Linked DNA regions of Delphinus delphis: region 2 is linked to region 1. A link is a contact called in public Hi-C data. All regions are on one chromosome and are shown on one strand. Each heading gives the region's core, a stretch centred on a gene start, on an enhancer-like site or on the middle of the called end of the contact. The rest is flanking DNA. Distances are from core to core; before and after follow the strand shown.

What was found. Hi-C and Micro-C count contacts between places; a contact is called where the count stands out from the background.
Region 2: a Hi-C map of lung shows a contact between it and region 1, with 3 times the contacts expected there. The contact joins the promoter of GAR1 here to the promoter of SEC24B in region 1. A contact is called at or near these places in 2 of 3 Hi-C or Micro-C datasets (lung and muscle).

What each region holds. Positions count from the first base shown.
Region 1 is chr5:109,014,112-109,018,404 of mDelDel1.2, forward strand. It overlaps SEC24B (SEC24 homolog B, COPII coat complex component), which reads left to right and starts at 1,559. Exons shown (of 24, transcript XM_060012876.2): 1 at 1,559-1,693. The coding sequence starts at 1,567. LOC138414087 (a long non-coding RNA gene) reads right to left here and starts at 691. Exons shown (of 4, transcript XR_011246491.1): 1 at 593-691.
Region 2 is chr5:109,316,402-109,320,365 of mDelDel1.2, forward strand. GAR1 (GAR1 ribonucleoprotein) reads left to right here and starts at 2,702. Exons shown (of 7, transcript XM_060011833.1): 1 at 2,702-2,952; 2 at 3,292-3,505. The coding sequence starts at 3,304.

The DNA of each region.
Region 1 (4,293 bases), core at 309-2,808:
TTATTAATGGGATATTGCTTTCTAGGACAGGATTGTGTTATAATATCTGTACAGTGTAATTTTCTCTAAAGATTCTGAAAATTTACATTTAACAAAATTATTGGCTTTTAAACCTAAGAATTTGGCTTAATGCATCTTTCACATGCAGGAACTAGTATATTTTAGCTTCTGGATATTGTAATGTAAAAGTATTGCTTGGGTTGCTTATTAGTGTAGTGTATAAAATGGAAAGGAAAAATTAATCAGAATTATGGAAATAAGAATAAAGATAAATTCCAAAAACAAAAGTACAAATCCAACTACTGAAATCCTATTTGTAATTCATTTGGTGCATTAAAGCACCAAGTATCATTAATTCACGGCAGCAACTAAAGGGAAGCTTCGCATTATTCTAGGACTACAACACACTTTATGTTTGGCATAATCATTCAGTAATTAGACATCGCTCCAGAAATACAACCTTGCAACATCCCATTCGGAATTCGACGCTTTTGAACAATTTCATTTCTAACAAACACAGAATGACTGTGGCATACTCAGGATTCCAAGATGGCAAAACGACTTGGGTAATGCAGTCCCAGGGCTTGCTTACCAGTTAACATGCTGGGACAGGCCAGAGATTCAACGATTTCATAAGCGAAGACAAACCACGCTGAGTTCTTGCTTTGGGTGTTACAGCTTCTCTTCTGAACATCAACAGGATGAGCCAACTCTTGGCAAAAATCATGAGGACGATAAAGTTTGCCTTTCAGCTTCCCTTATACTCCATTTCCCCCTTTCCTTTCCCAGGATTTAAGTCAGTGGGAAAAGTTCTCAATTCTTATTGAGATACTGTGCTTATCATAGAGAAATATTTCTTTTTCTTTTGCCCAGGATTATAATTCCCTATGGACAGGGAGCTTGAATGTCTATTTCCTTTAGGATTTAATATTAAGGGGGAAAACACCTCAAGATTAAAAAAAAAGCCAAACCCAGGGTTCCTCTTCGGAGGAAGGGTGAGCGGGGTCAGTCCGGCCAGGCGCTGCCTTGGTCTCTGGAGGTCACCCGCAGCTCTGGAACCCCGTCCCCGCACCGCACCGCCCGGCCCAGGCCCGCCGCGCTCCTGCCTCCGCCCCACGTGGGAGCGGGCCCAGCGCCATCTATCCTGGTCCACCCCTTTCGCCCCGAGGCGACAGCAGGTCAGCCCGGGCCCGAGGTCGCAGGGCTGGCTGGGAGGCTGCCGCCCCGCGCCCCGCCTCCGGCCTGGGCGCGCCGGGCTCCGCCTGCAGGGGGCGCTGCGGCTCGCACAGTCAGCGCCTGCCGGGAGCGACCCGCGGGGTGGGAGTCCCGCGTCTCGGGGCTCGAGGCGGCGGCGGGGCAGGGCCGGGAGGGGTTCCGGCGCCCGCAGCGGCCGAGCTAGGCTCCAGGGCGGAGCGCGAGCACTCCAGCCACGGTCCCGGGTGACTCCGTCGGTGACGCCGGGCGCGTTCCTTCCTCTTCCTCTCGCCGCTCCGGCTCCGCCTTCCCTTCCCTTCCCTCCGCCCAACTACCCGAAGCGGAGCCGCGGCCGCCGCCCGCAGTGCCGTCATGTCGGCCCCCGCCGGGTCACCTCATCCGGCCGCCAGCTCCCGGATCCCGCCCAAGCTTGGCGGAGCCGCCGCCTCAGGAGCCGCCGCGCCCGCGGGCCCGGGCCCGGGGCCTCACCAGCAGAACGGTGAGGAGGGCGGCCGGGGCGGAGCGCGGGGCCTAGTGCTGGCGGGGCAGCCTGCGCGGCCGAATCGGGCGGGGCGGGAGGGAGGGCGGTGGGAGGGGGGGCGGCTGCCGGGGCGGGGTGGGGGGCGGCACGAGGCGGGGGTCGGCCCCGGGGGTTTGGGGGGGCTGGGGGGAGGGGCGGCCCGGCGCGGGGGCCGGCCCAGGGAATCAGGGAGCAGGGCTGTCTCTGTAGTGTGACCCCGGGCCCGAAACCACGGGGACGAGTAGGGGCCATAGAAAAGGGGGAGACCAGACACCGCGTGAAATCCCTTTTATCCAGCCCGGGCGCAGGGGAGTTTCCACGGGCGACCCCTTCGCCCATATACCGGCCGAAAAGCCGAGGCCGCAGAGTGCGTGGTCCGTGGAAGGCTGGTGTAGCCATGGAGCTGGGAGGGTTGTGCCCTTCCTGTCTCAGGAAAATTGCTCTGATTTCTGAGGCCCGGCGAGCACGCTGCCTGGAAGGGAACTGAAGTTAGTGCCCAAGTTTGTAGACAAAGGGTGTAAAGATGCAACACAAGTGTAACTGTAACCCTGACCCAGTTCGGCCTCAAGATCTGTCATTGCTGCTGCGGCCGCTACTCGAGCGTTTGGAGTTTGCTGGTCGTGTTTGAAAGGGAGCAGGTGTCAAACGGATTTAAACGAATACTTTTAGATCTGGGTGTTCCCCTCCCCGCCCCCCCCCCCCCAGCTTCACTTTCAAAAACACAAAAACGTGCCAGAGTTGGCCCTGTTTGAGGCAAGGCCTTCATACCGGCAGCAGCCAATGCACCGTGAAAGCGCTTTCATACTAAGGTCGCGGGCTTTGGGGATGCGCGAGTTTCAGCTGAAAAATGATCGGTTCTAGTATTCCCTCATCTTGAGATTTGGAATGTTCGTGGCTGGGGCCGGGGGAGAGGGGGCCTCCCTTTATAGACGATAACATTTTAGATGAGAACTCTCGAAAGTGATGGACTGAATACTTAAGAATATGTCTGGTTCTCTGTAAAAGAGAGCAAGGTCTGCTGGTACTCTTTAAAAATGGTTGTTGGACTGACCTATTTTATCCAATCTGTGAAATGAAAACTTACTAGACTTTATAAACCAGTTCAGCCAGCATCTAAATTTTATAACTGATACTTTTCAAGCTTGCAGTTTATCGTTTATCCTGAGAACCAGAAGTTGATTTTTTTTCATAAGTCAAACGTGATGGCTTAGCCTTATCCTTTGGATCAGCCATACTTGTCAGTATTACGTGCTTTACTTTCACTGGTCATTGTTTACTCTATGGGTTTTGAATGTGAACAGTGTAGTAGGTTTTGTACTTCTGTCCTGAACATACATGAAGATATTATTTGTGAGCAGGTTTTGTTCTTGTAAACTTGATATAAATTCTTGTTTTTGTTTTGTTTTTAGAATAGCTTTGTGTGTGGAGGAACTAGAACATGATAATTTAGGAAGCGATCCCACGTCTTTTAGAATATTTTAAATCCATGATTAATAGTGATCCAAGGATTGTGTCTTGATTTTCTGAGTATGCATTATTGTCTTAGTGTACAGTTTTTAGAGTGGCAAGTATTTACCTCAGCCTTAACAAATTTTGTGAACGCTCAAGGAATGGCAGGATATCAGTTGTGATCAGGCTGTTAAATATGTAAAAACAAATCAGTAAATACATTTAGAAGCCAAAAATAGATGATGCTTGATTTCTGCTGTTTATAATCGTTACTTTGACATAATTCATTTCAACATTTTTTGCATGCTTGCCAGTTGGGGGCTCAAGGTTAGCCTAGTAGAAAAGACAGAATCCCTGCCTTTCTTGTAAATTGACCTGTATTTTGGTGACATTTGAGTTGGTTATGACCTTGAGGGATTTGACAGGGATGGATAGGAGAGGAGGGCCATCTCAAGGACATGAACAGAAGTCTCAAAATTTAGAAACTAAGAGGCAGAAAGGGTGTTGGGTGAGAGGGAAAACCCAAGAATACCTAAAAGGGGCCAAGTTACAGAAAGGCCTTAAATGCTAAGGAATTTAGAAATTAAGATAAAGAACTAGAGTTAATTTTTGTTTGTTTTTTGTAAAAGTAAGTAGCTTAAGTAGGTAAATAACAAGATAAAATCTGTTTTTGTTTTGTTTGTTAATCTTAGAAGAAAGTAATTTTTGCTATATGGTATTTGGCACCCATAGATAACGATTAAGCAGTCATTCAGGTTTGTGGTTGATTCTTTAGCCCCACGTAAACTAGTTTGCCTTTTAATATATCTCTGTGGAATTCCAGCACGGTGAAAAAGAAATAGGTCAGAAGTACGAGTTTGAAGCATCACAGAAGACAGAGTTGTAAAACTGGAATGGTACTTAGAGATCACTTAGCTTAGCGGTTATCAAACATTTTTAAAAACAGATTTGTTTTCCTGCAGAGCCCTGCTATAGAAATCAGAAAAAAGCAGAGCTGTTGTGGTTAAAATAGAGGTGGAGGTCCAGGTGTTTTGGGAACACAGTCTGTAAAACACCTAGTTCACTTCTCTAATTGAACAGATCCAGAAAGTTTTGGGTGGGTGTTTTTCACCAATGCCCGTATAAGCTTC
Region 2 (3,964 bases), core at 1,452-3,951, 300 kb after region 1:
GCTTTTTCTTTGAGCTTAAAAACAGTGACTGAAATAATCTTATTTCAGCTGAAAATGAGATCTGTTTATGTGAGTCTCAAGATCGACTCAGAATTGACCATATACGTAGCAAAAGACAAGCAAAGATTTCACATTATTTTCTTTAGTTTCAAAAATAACACTTTTATGCACATATAGGCCTATAAAGTGATTAATATTCATTAAAATCAATTTTTGCAATCTAGTAAATTAAATGAAAAATTGAAGTTTCCTCTCCCACTTAATTTGCATCAGAATTGATATCCTATTTTAAAATAACTATAAATGGAGTATAACCTTTAAAAATTATGAATAACTATATTGTACACCTGTAACTTATATAATATTGTACAGAAACTCTACTTCGATAAAAAAATTTAAAAAAAGAATTGAGATCCTTTGTGAGAGGGGGGAAACTACACAGAGTAGGGTAGTAAGTTGGACAAAAATAAACAGATTCATAGAAAAACACCATTCTCTACTCAAAGGAGCACCAAGTTACACAATGTGAACCACTGAACTATACACTTCAAAATGATTAATGTAGTTTATGTTATGTGTATTTTACTACAATTGAAAAAAGAGCATTGACAATTATTATTGGACTACCATGTCTACGTGTCTATAAGCTGCTGATCATGTTAATGTACTAGGATGGATATATACATATATATGTTTATATATGTTTATATTACATATATATTTATATTATGCAGGGTTTTCTGAGACATAAAAATTACTTCAATGGTTCTTCCAGGGTAAAAAGATAGAAAAAGGCTGGTCTAATGGATGGCAAATGGAGCTTTTCCAAGAAGGAAGTGATTGCAAATGGCAGGAAAAAAGAAGCAAGGCAATGATGCTGGCCTGATGGGGCAGAGAAATGGTGTACAGCACTGGAAGGAAAAAAAATTAATTATATAGAAGGCCTAGTCAATGTAGAGATTTTACTTTAGACTTGTTGTTAAAGGACATGGAGAACTATTTGGGATCCTGAGGATGGCTATGGTACGAGGAAACTTTTAATAAGTTCAGTATGTCATCACACGCAGTACAGATGGGAGGAAGAAAAGCCTGGAAGCATTTAATTTGAGACAACAAAGATGCTTAGAGCGTGAGGAAGTTATAGTTCACTGTAATTATTTCTCAACTTTTGAGTTGCCGTAGATTATACTGGGCGATTTCGGTTAGGAATAACAGAGGAAAGTGTGGTAGTGGCAACAGAAGGCCTGTAACAACAGTACAAGCTTTAGATGGAATGAACAGAAATTGAGCGCTTTAGATAAAAGAGACTGCAACTAAGGTTGGGTGGGGATGGTGACAAAGATGATGGAGAGTGCTCAAAGGCTTGAGTCCAAAGACGCAGAAACCAAGAGTATGATGCTACCATGAGGACAAACAGGCAATTGGAATGATGAATAATTTGGAGAGAGCAAGGAGTGAGACTGGGGGTGGTGGTACAGCAAAGGACTGAGGGCTGTGAGAATCCATGGTTCCACTTTGTCCCTCTAACTAGCTAGGGAAGTTACTTCGCTTCTCTGTCAGTTCCTTACACGTAAGATAAAGGGGCACCACGTAATCTTGAAGGTCCCATAAAAGTTCAATGGTTTCATCACACTGAGTTGAGGATAATACTGGGACACCAAATGGAGATAAAACATTGAACGTAAACAGAGTAAAATAGAGCAGGGCAGTTATGAATAATTCTACCTCTGTATGATGTATAGAATTTAAAGTACATTTATCAAATCTGAATAAAAGTTCATTTACCAAAATTTTTTTATCTATATGACTGATGCTTTTTCAAGAAGCTTACACTTTAGTGTAGAAGACATACTGTGATTCCTAATATTTCCATAGTTAAGTTTATGAAGTTCTTCCAATATGAAAATAACCCTCTAAAGAAGGTACCAATCCCCACCCTCTTTCAAAGAGGCGGTTGACTGCGCTATATCAAGGTAAGGTCTCAGAAGATTCGAGTGAAAAGAGACCAACCAAATTTAACAAATAGAGGGTGGCTAGCCTTCTTTGGGAGAGAAGTTTTAGCGGAAGTTGAAGTCAAATATCAAGGACTTAAAGACAGAAGGGGAGAGGGGCTTGTGGTATAGACAGTGTCCTGCGGGGCTGAAAACGTACTTGACAAAGGAATAAACTATCTGGTACAAAAGACAAAAACATGGTCTGGCTTTCTGTCAGGTAACAGTTTCTTTAAAAGGACACACACACACACACACACACACACACACACTTTTTTTTCTTCCTTTCGTGAAACCATAGTACAAAACGATGGGCACAGTACTGCCCACAATCTCGCGTACTTGGAAAGATCCGGAAGAAACAAGCGACTCGAAAGAACGCAGACAAGCCCTTCCACTAAGTTCCGACGCGGCCAGATCCACCTCCCGGCAGAGCGCGGCTCAAACGTCCTCAGAGCCACGGGCAGCACAGTTGCTGGAGCCGCAACCAATTGACGAACGAGGGGACTGCAGCGTAGCCTGAGAGGACAGGGTGCACGGCCACTCAGCTGCCACCAGGTACAAGCCGATCCGCTGGGAGAGGGGCGGTCCCTGACGCCAGCCATTGCCAAGGGCAACGCCGCGGGGCGGCACTTCCTGCAACGTCACGCTGCAAAGGACGCCGCTATTGTACGTCACTTCCTCCGCTGGCCGTAGGCAAATAGACCTAACTGTCGTAAAGTAGCGGTTGACGTTAGATATTATTGATACCCTTCCATCGCTGAAGGCTTTTTCGGGCAGGTGACAGCGTCCCTGATTCCGCGGGTGACTGGCTGGCTTTCTGAACCAGTTATTCGAGTTTCTATTTGGTTCCCTCCCCACCTCCGTTTTGTGCCGGTACGGTGGCCGAAGAGGCTCTTGTGCGGCGGAAGTACCGGGCGGGAGAGTGTGAGCCTCCGGGCCTGAGGTGCACGTGGCGCCGGTGAGTGGCGGGAGGGGGCCGGTCGGTCTGAGGATGCTGGAGGTGGAACCCAGCGGAGGGAGGAGGGGAATGCGGCTGAAGACCTTGCTGCCAGCTGGGGGAGGAAGTACTCACCGGGGGTGACGGGGCTGGTGAGTGGGTGGTCAGCGCTCACAGGGCTTTGGGGAGGGGACACTCACTCTTCGGGCTCGTCGCTGGCCGCCTGGCCATGGGTGAGGTGGCAGGGTTGCTATTATTATTGTTGTCTACTTTTATGGTTTCTGACTGAGGCTCAGAGGGGTTCGGTGGTGCTCCCAGAGGCCACAGTGACTGAAAGGCACGCCCTGTTTTTCTAACCAGGTGGGAGCGAGCATGTCTTTTCGTGGCGGAGGTCGCGGAGGCTTTAGTCGAGGTGGCGGCTTCGGTCGCGGCGGCAGCAGCAACCACCACTTCCGAGGTGGAGGCGGCGGCAATTTTAGAGGCGGCGGCGGCGGCAGAGGAGGATTTGGACGAGGGGGCGGCCGCGGAGCTTTTAACAGAGGCCAGGACCACGGACCTCCAGAGCAAGTAGTTTGTAAGTAGTCTTCAAAGCTTGGCCCACCGCGGGGCGAGGGTGGAGTGGGGTCGGGGGACGGAGGTTGTGGGTTTGTGTTATTAGTAAGTTTGACTGGGAGTCAGGTGCTGAAAGATAGATCCAGCAGCTCTCTCTCCTACGGAGGTTGCTGCTTGATCGGGGAGTCAAGCCTCTGGAGAGGCTGTAAAGTGACGTATAATCGTGCTGTAGAAGTAAGGGGGAGATAAGAAAGCTGAAGGACAGTTAGAATGCATCGTGGAGATGGAATTTGGGTTTGGGCTGAAAGGGAGATACAACTACGTAATATTGTGCGTTTACCCCTACTGTCCCCATTTTACAGATAAGAAAACTGATTCAGCGTTAAGTTTCTTTGCTAGGGTCATAGTGAGAAGTGATCAGTAAGTGATGTATTTGAGATACAAAGCCAGGTTTCCTGACCCCAAAGCCCATGCTTTTAAT